2 separate regions of the Mus musculus genome follow, and region 2 is linked to region 1. The links are chromatin contacts, called in public promoter capture Hi-C maps. All regions are on one chromosome and are shown on one strand. Each heading gives the region's core, a stretch centred on a gene start, on an enhancer-like site or on the middle of the called end of the contact. The rest is flanking DNA. Distances are from core to core; before and after follow the strand shown. Region 1 overlaps Ncoa3 (nuclear receptor coactivator 3). Region 2 overlaps Stau1 (staufen double-stranded RNA binding protein 1).

Region 1 (4,878 bases), core at 2,176-4,675:
GTAGCCTTGACTGTCCTGTAACTCACTCTGTAGACCAGGTTAGCCTCACGCTCCTAGAGATCTACCTGCCTCTGCTTTCCAAATGCTGGGATTAAAGGTGTGTACCAACACACCTGGCCAGCTAGATGTCTTAATGGAGGACATCATGCTATTAGCCTCAGCCAGTATAGAGGGAACCACAAAAGCCATGGACATGGAAGGCCTAGGGAGACCTGTCTGTCCTAAGCTGCCTCCTGTTCCTATCAGGAAAGTGGGAAGTTGAGGAGACAGGCCCAGGTGTGCCAGTCTGCCTTGCAATGGGGGGTGGGGGTGTCAAATAAATGGGCCGAGAGTGACTGCAGAGGAGAAAAGACACCACCTGACTCTCAAGTGCTCCTTTGTGACAGCTGTGGAATCTCCTATAAGTACTGTGCCAAGCACACCGCGCCAAATGATAGTGTGTGGGAATTCTCACGACAGCCCTGAGGTGACTCTATCCCCAGCTTAACAGTGAGTGAAGTGAATCCACCGGGTGACTCCATACCCGTGCTCTTGGTCATACCACCCACAGCCAGTGAGCCTTGTGTGGCACTAGTACCCACACCAGTGCCTGCTTCCCCTTCTCCATCACTAAGGCGATTGCGAATGAAGGCTCAATGTATACGATGGCTAACTGGGCTCAGCAGGGGGCAACCTGCAAGTGCACCTAGCAGACTAAAGGGCTTCATTATTCCCTCTGAGCAAGGAACCCCAGCAACATCCCCGCACTGGCGTTCAGTAAACTGAAGGTGGTCCTCGGCTGTGTCTTCGTTAGCGATCGCAGATCGTGCTGATGCTTGCACCATTTCGCCCTAAAGCGTTCTTATTCTGTTCTTCTCTCACCCAGGGCTTAGAGACGGAGGAAGCTATGAACAATACAGGTATTTGGGGTTGTTCCTAAAGTCTGGGCTAAGATCCCTTATCTTGACCTGTCCTGTTTAAAGGTTGTAGCTATTGAGAAACTGTCTGTCTAGGGCATAATGACCATCAGTGATAGATGTCGTCTCAGACACCATCTTTACACAGCCCCTTTGGAGGGAGGAACAAAGTGATTTCCTCAATGGTGTTTAACACGCATTTTCCTTTTGGCATCTGAAAATGTAGGCAGTTTCAGCGTCGAAAATGGCCAGAAATGAAGAGACCTTCTTCCAAATCACTGTGAGTTGAAGAACCAGTTTGCAGACGAGCAGAGCTGGTTCTGACTTGCTAGTTTTGTTGCTGCTATTGTCTGGTTGTTCTTAGTACTGGCATTGAAGCCAGGAATTGATCATGCTAAGAGCTCTACACCAAACTCCACCCCAGCCTTAAGTGTCTCCTTTCCAGGGCTGGGTCTATCTTTATTACCCTCTCCTCCCCTGCTAAGATGGTATAAAGTCATAGCTGCTTTTCCTATAAGATAATGTGAATACATTTCATATTTCAAATTAACGCCAATCATAAGTTGCTGTTCTCTCTGTAAGTCTGGGGGCTTGAGCTATTATGTAGCGCTGAGAAGTACTACAGGTGACAGACACCTTGAAGGATGTGGCTGCAGAAGCGCTGACAGGGTGTGTCCCTCTCAGCAGAATGGCTGTCAAGGGCCATGTGCAGACTGCAGCAACCTGCACTTGACCTCATGTCTAAGGGGGTTAGGGGGTGGGGTGGGGAGAAGAGCCAATCGTTCCCCAAGGGGTCCAAATTCTTTGCCAGATTCTCTCAAAAGAGCAGTTCTTTTCCTTACGGCCTAAGTACTCCTTTGCATCAGCCACATCCTTGAGGCAACGCTTGCAGTGTGGGGCTGACTTAAATCCAGATAACACTGTAATCACAGGCTGATGTGCACTTTGTTCTGCAGGGGACAGCTATGGGAAGGTTGGGAAGGCTAAGCGGCCATAGAGAGAGGAACCTCCAAAACCAGGGGCCTCGTGTGGCTGCCCAGGCCATGCAAAAAACACCCGATTCCCAGAAGATGAATGTTGGAACTGGGAGACCTGACAGAAGGCAGGGCCTGCTCTTGGGACAGGAAATCCTGGAGGACAGCGCCTGGACTTTCCGATGCTCAGTTTCTTTGCCCTGCTTTGCTCTGGATCAAACCTCACTGGCTGCTCTGGGATGCGTGCTCACACCTGGAGTCTCTGCTCACCCTTTCAGAGGCTCACAAAGACAAAGGAACTAATTTCCATGGACACTTCCTCCAGAGATGGAAATTGCTGGGATTCGCCCACTCCTCCCCTGCACCCCTCCCCCAGTCATCTAGGGAAGCAAGCTTGTTTTAACCTTCTTACTCTTTGGAGAAAGCACGGACATCCCAGGTGCTGTCAACCTCACAGTCTTGACAAAGTCTATAGCACAAAACAGTACCATTCACCAGGCTGGTTGACCTGGCTGGCTCAGAAGCTGCCTTCACCACATACATGACCGCTCACACGTAACCAACACAGGGAATTGTAGGGGAATCTCACTAATATGAAATCCCGCTTTTCAAGAGTCGCGGTGTCAATAAACGCTGTGGCTAGGATCAAGGATAATCCCTTGAGCTTTCAGACATTTATTCCTGCCCGGGATTCGTTCCTTTGTTATCCATCCCAGAACTGATGTTTTTCTAAGGTACCGAAACCCCAAGTTGATGTGTGTCCTGTGTTTTAATGACATTGTATTTGTAAAGTTTTGTAGTATAAGTACCATCTTACAGTGTTCCTGCCCCCAGCCAATGTCTAGCTATTGGTATGAAAAAAAAAATCTTTGAATTTTTGTAAAAGGCTATCTTGGGACTTTTTTGCTCTTTATTATTATCATTTTTTTCTTGAAGCACTCAAGATGTTGTCGACCTTCAGCTGAGGGTTGGAGAAGCAGAGGGTAATACATTAATAGTAAACCTCTCCGATTCAAGGGACCTCATAGGTAAGTCTCACCAGCTTTGGGGCATCGATCTGTGAAGCAAAGCATCCAACTGCACCAACCCTTTGTTCATCCAGGTAGGGTAACCTGGTCAATATGGCTGCCAGAAAGCAGCTGTCAGAGCTTCGGAGGTGGGGGTGGAAATGTCAGCCCAACCCGACTCAGCAGAGGGGGCTCACATTTCTCTAAACCAGCAGTTTTCAAGCTGGGGCTCCAACGACCCTTTCACAGGGGTCCCTAAGGCCATCAGAGAGCACATTTAAATGTTACAGTTCACAACAGTAACGAAGTCACAGCTAAGAAGTAGCAACAGTAGCAGACCGGTGGCTGGGGAGCCCCACAGTATGAGGAACATAATTAAAGGGTTGCAGCAATAGGGATGCTGGAGAACCACTGGTCTAAACTATCCCACAGTTTTCCAGGCTCCCAGGAGAACGAACTGTTCCGACCTCGCAGACACAGTGTCCTCCTCACTCCTTATCCCGCTTTCACCCCTGCCCTGGGTGTGGAGAGAGGAAAAGCATGCGGAGGCGGAGGCTTAAATAGAAACCTTTATTTACAAGAGCATCCAGACAGTCGGCAAGGCATCCAAAGCTCACCCAACTGAGTCACCGAATGGTTTCCATTCCTTGCGGTGTAAAGAATGACACCATCTTAAGTGACACTTATATAAATGTGATTAACCCCAAATGTGTTCTCAGTGGTGTCGGTCAGTTCCTGAGAATTTACTGCTCTTGGAGTGACATTTCCGTCTTCTTCAGAACTCCTTATTTTCAAAAGAAGAGAAAAAGGGAGGAGGCAAGAGAAAAACAAAACACCGCCCTGTTTTTAATCGCCTGCACTGGAGGTAAACACACCTGTTGCTTCATGGCAGGGCCAGATTCGAGCTCACCTAGAGGTCTGCTCCTGGTAACACTCTACTGCAGATAGAAAGGGACTGGACTGGCGTGTTGTAAACTGGAAACTCTCTGCACAGTCCAGCTGCACCTACCCCTGAATCAAGCCAATTATGTGCCCTAGTACCCACTGCCTCTGGCCCCGACCCACCTCAGCATCTAATGCTGATGAACCGGGTAGGCCTGTTAATGACAGGGGCACAGTTTAGAGAGAAAGCGTTCTGATACCAACAGCAACAGTACAGCTTCATTTATTTTTGAAGAAACATGTTGCCTTAATATCATTTGGATCTTCATAAAATACATTTTTATTTATATATCTTTGGATTCAGCAAAAAAAAAAAAAAAAAAAAAAAAAAGGTAGGTACTGGAAATGTCCCCACATCATAAAAGCAGATGAAAAGAATACTTTTATACCATTTGCCCCAAGGACACCTAGGTTTAAAGAGGGGCCAGGGAGGAGTGGAGGCGAGGTAGGCAAGAAGAGTACAAAGAGAATGACCCAAAAAAGATTTAAGGACAATTCAGGTAAAAACAACAAATTATCTGAGAGGCTATTAAAAGGAAATCCGAATTTTGAACTGGCACCAATAAAAATCAGTAAGTAGAAAATATAAAAACATAATAAACTTCATTTGTCTCCCCATATAAAAAGGGGGTACCAACCAGTTGGCCTGGAGCTGGGGTGCTGAGGGCAGAATCAAGGTCTCTCCAAGTTAAGGGAAGAGCACCACTGTGGCCTACACCTAAGCATGGCGGGCTCACCGCGCCCAGCCAGATCGGGTGTCAGCGGCAAAACACAGCACACAATGGAAACGAGGACAGTGAGCTGATCATGACCAAAGCACGTTGAGAAGCCAAGTCCATCCACAGGTGCTTCTGGAAATGTGAGCTTCACTCACAGAGAGTTCAGAGAATGAAGCTGTGCTCCCTTGGGGGGGGGGGGGGCGGGGGGAGGTGGTTGGGGGTGGAGGACAACTGGCTAAACGTGTGACTCTTAAACATTGACTGGATCTCGGACAATGACACCAGGGCTGGTGGAGAAACAAAGCTACAGATGGTTTACTAACCTAATGCCATCTAACTG
Region 2 (4,228 bases), core at 1,417-3,916, 900 kb before region 1:
AGTGCTTATCTGATCATGAAGGCAGGATCATTACAAGACAAGCCTTGACTATATAGTGAGTCTTTGTTTTAACAAACAAAACAAGAGCCTGGTGTGGTGGTGAAAACCTTTATCCCAACACTCAGGAAGCAGAGGCAGGCTGACTTCTGTGAATTGTAGGCCAGCCTGGTCTACAGAACAAGCTCCAGGACAGCCAGAGCTACACAGATAAACCCTGTCTCAAAAAACAAAAAACAAAAAAATAAACGCAAACAACCAACCTGCCAAACCAAGACAAAGTCCTTAAGTTGTATACTGGTAAGACTTTGAAATTGAATTTGTCAGTAAGAAAGCCAGATAATTCTGGCTGCCTGAGGACTCTGTCTCCTTGTGTATTGAATTGTTCAGGAGTCCTCAGTGTCACCAGGATTTTTGGGTTTACTGCTGAGTGAGGAACACATTTACACTTAGCCACTTAGTAGCAAATCATGTGTAATTAAAATTTTTTTTTCTTTTTTTTTCTTTTCTTTTTTTTTTTTTCTTCTTCGAGACAGGGTTTCTCTGTGTAGTCATGGCTGTCCTGGAACTCAGAAATCCGCCTGCCTCTGCCTCCCAAGTGCTGGGATTAAAGGCGTGCACCACCACACCCTGAAAGTATGGGCATGTGTCATTTTTTTTTTTTTTTGCTCAGTAAGGCTGCTTGAGACTTTATTTATTTATTTTTGTTTTTTGAGACAGAGTCTCTATGTTGCCCTGGCTGACCCAGAACCTTATCATGTCTAGACCAGAATGGCCTGAAGAGAGATCCTCCTGCCTCTGCCAGCCCAGTGCTCAGGGTAAAGGAGTGTCCACTACACCTGGCAGTTTTTATAAAGAGACTTGTGTCAGCAAGCTGATGCCTAGGTGTTTTTAGTCGTCCCTTGCTCCCCATCTCATTTCTCTCTGTTGTTGTGCTTCTATGTCAGTAAATGGCAGCCTGAGAGGAAGGCCAGCATATTTATTCCCTTGAACTGGACTCTAAAGTAGCGTGTGCTAGAGGACAGAGGAGATGTCGACCCTAACATGCAGAGGGGTCCAGTGAGGCCTGAGGATTCCTGTGTTCAAGCTTTCAGCCATCGCACTCTATTTTTTGAGTGACACACAGTTTGATTTCTCATGAGGCCTTCACATCTGTGGTAAGAAGCAATCCTGAAAGGAGGCGTTTTGTCTGGAAGATTCTTAGCTGTAGTCATACTCAGAAGTAGCAGTTGGAATTTCATGGTCCCTAGGGCTGCTTTGAACCTGACATGCCAATAGTGGAGAGCTTTCCTCTCTGAGCGACTGAGTACATGGTGCTTTTCCACATTTACAACTGTGATGTTTGTTCCGGTGGCCCTGGTTCCTCTGTTTTCTAGATATATAAGGCCCCCTGCATTGCCCACATGTGGCAACTGGAAATAACCCCACACTGGCAGATGGTCCTGGAGGAAGGAAACTGTTCTCACTGCCTCCCATTCTCTCCTAACATGACATCTAGGGTTATGTTAGCAAGTGATAAAGAAAAACTGGCGAATCAGTACTGCTTGGTGTCTTTTATTATTTAAAAATTTATTTTATTTTTTGCTGGGCCTAGGACTACATCTAGAGTGCTCTGTTATGCTCAGCAAGTGCATCTTTATTTCATCCCTGGCCTCTTGCCTGGTAAATTTTAGTGTTGCTCATGTGAGAATTTAAAGCTTCTCAAATAGTCTTGTTATGTCCCCCACACACATCCTGTGTCACTGAGGGGCAGTGGTGGACAGGCAGAGTTTGATAATTGGTGTCTTCCTCTTACAGTGTACCTTATTTTTTGAGACAGGCTCTCTTTTTGAACCTGGAGGTTGCTGGTTTGGCTAGACAGTCTGGTCAGCAAACCCCAGGGTTCCTCCTGCCTGGGATTATAAACCGCCACTGCCCTTGATTTTCTTATTTTTCTTCTCTTTTCTTTTTTTCTTTTTTTGTGGGTGCTGGGGATCAGATTCGGGTGTTGATGTTTGCAAGCACTGCTCACTACGCCACCTTCCCAGCCCCTACACTTTTTGGTCAGTTTTTGTTTTTTCCATTAATTTACTTTTTCATTTTACATCCCAATTGCTGCCCCCTGCTCCTGGTCTCCTCCAAGTCTCTCTCCCTACTTTCACATTTTAGCTGCTTATTTCAACCAGTCTTTGAGCTATTTGAGACTAGAATTTTGTGGGTAGGCTCAATGAAAGCCTGTTTTACTGTGAGCCTCTAAAGTCCTCACATATTTATGACCGGAGCTAGAAATGTTAGTGGGTCTGCTTTACAGAGCAGGAGCCAGAAAGGATCCTTTTGGGCCCCACCCTCTCTAATTTTAGGTACTCATTCTGCCTTAGGCTCTGCCGCTGTGACCCTGTTAGCATGGACTTTGTTTTAGCTCCTTTTCTGCTTGTGACCGATGGCTGCAGTTGGAAGTTAGGAGGAATAAACTGACTTGTTCTTGTCAGTGAGTAAACCACTCCAGACAAACTTTAGTAAGAATGGGAGGAGGGAGCCAGGGAGAGAGGGACATCTTTCTCAATTGGTAGCTGAAGAAAAAAAAGGGAACAAGGCTCAGCTGACTTCGGCACCCTTGCAGACTTTTGTGTCCACACTGGCAGCTTGTCTGCTGAGAGCTCTGCATTGAGGATGGTAGCCTCTGTTTTTGCCCCAAAGCAAACAAGATGGCACAACCTGCCACAATGGGGACTGGGGCGAGAGTGAGGTCATTTGAGCCACTCACTGTGGTGCTTCTTTGGGACTTTGTATCTCTTTGAGAGAAAATATGTCAGACTTTTCAAGTAACTTGCTTGCTCTGGTTTGTCCATGGGAGAGGCCTGATGGTAAAAGGCAATGAGGGTTACCCTGCCTGGGAACGGTTAATTTGCCAGTACATGCTGGAGGCCTGCCTGGTTGCCTGTTTCCATAAACACTGTCATTTCTAGCCTTCATTGATACTGTTTTATTCAAAGTACTTTTAACCTCCTTAAAACTTCCTCTGCTTTTTGATAGATGGCCGTGAATTTGTATAGAATTGTTCTACTGTGAGTCTCGCCTGTATGTATGTTTGTGTGCCATGTGTGTGCAGTGCCCTTGGAAGTCAGAATTAGACACTAGATCCCATGGAACTGGAGTTACACATGGCTGTGAGCTCCATGTGGGTGCTGGGCAACAAACCCATTCGTATGGAAGAGAAGCAAGTGCTGTTAGTCACTGAGCCAACTCTCCAGACCCCCACCTTTTGATTTTTGTTGCCGTTGCTGCTGTTTTGGGTATAGGGTTTCTGTAGCTTTGGTTGTCTGGTCCTAGGCCAGTTGTGTGGACCAGCTGGCCTGAATCTCACAGAGATTATCCGCCTCTGAGCCACCACATCTGATTTTTATTTTTAAATTGTTTTATGTGATGAGTGTATCTTGCTTATATACACCCCATGCATGCCTGGTGTCTGTGGAGGCCAGAAGAGGGTGCTGGATCTCCTGGACCTGTGGTTGCAGTGGTTTTGAGCTGCCATGTGGGCACTGGGAATAGAATCCAGGTCCTCAGCACAAACCAGGAGTCTGGTGACTGCTGAGCCCCTCCAGTCCACCCTGCCCCCCACTTTTGACTTAAAAAAGAAATTTGGCTTTGTAGTTTCTTCTAAGTTAAAAAATAAGAAGCTGGCAGTGGTGACATATACTTTTAATCCCAGCACTTGGGAAGCAGAGGCGGGCGGATTCCTGAGTCGAGTGAGGCCAGCCTGGTCTACAGAGTGAGTTCCAGGACAGCCAGGGCTACACAGAGAAACTCTATCCTAAGAAAGCACAAAAACCAAACAAAGCTAAGCAGGAATCTTGTGTGAGAGCCGTGTTGTCGTTCCCAGCAGCTTGCCTCTCTGCAGCGTGCTGGGCTCCTGTGCCCACCACTGGCACTGACATGGTCCCAGGGCAGGACAGGGTCTATTCAAGTCACTCGAGAATGTGGTTGATGCAGTGGTTTTCTGGCTTAGAGTCTGTAATTAGATGAAGCTCCTAATAAACCTTACTCAAACAGATCCCTGCTTTGTTCTAATTAGGAGAAAGAACCAGCAACAGTGAGAAATCCCTCCTGTCAGTCAAGTGAGGGGAAAGTTTGTCTCCTCAGTCTGCTGCCTTTAACAGCAGCAGTTCCTGGTGTCACTCTCCAGGTTGCTTTCAGCTTCTCACAGACTCGAGGCCAGAGGCCATTACCATGTCCTATAAATGTTAATAAGCAT

What was found. Capture Hi-C pulls out chosen DNA fragments and counts their contacts.
Region 2: a promoter capture Hi-C map of adipose tissue shows a contact between it and region 1. The contact joins two enhancer-like sites. A contact is called at or near these places in 3 of 9 other capture datasets (adipose tissue, embryonic stem cells and liver).

What each region holds. Positions count from the first base shown.
Region 1 is chr2:166,071,793-166,076,670 of GRCm38.p6, reverse strand. Ncoa3 (nuclear receptor coactivator 3) reads right to left here. Exons shown (of 23, transcript NM_008679.3): 23 at 3,429-4,878. Sulf2 (sulfatase 2) reads left to right here. Exons shown (of 21, transcript NM_028072.5): 19 at 866-899; 20 at 1,123-1,176; 21 at 1,853-2,772. The coding sequence ends at 1,883. Among named protein-coding and RNA genes, the nearest start is that of Gm52534, 46 kb to the left of the region's middle. Within about 2 kb of position 3,425, at least 25 of the 459 cell types and tissues checked have an H3K27ac peak or open chromatin away from gene starts, as enhancers often do. A contact at or near this core is called in adipose tissue, where this site is marked.
Region 2 is chr2:166,974,894-166,979,121 of GRCm38.p6, reverse strand. All of the region lies in intron 1 of Stau1 (staufen double-stranded RNA binding protein 1), which reads left to right. Among named protein-coding and RNA genes, the nearest start is that of Stau1, 19 kb to the left of the region's middle. Within about 2 kb of position 2,666, at least 77 of the 459 cell types and tissues checked have an H3K27ac peak or open chromatin away from gene starts, as enhancers often do. A contact at or near this core is called in adipose tissue, where this site is marked.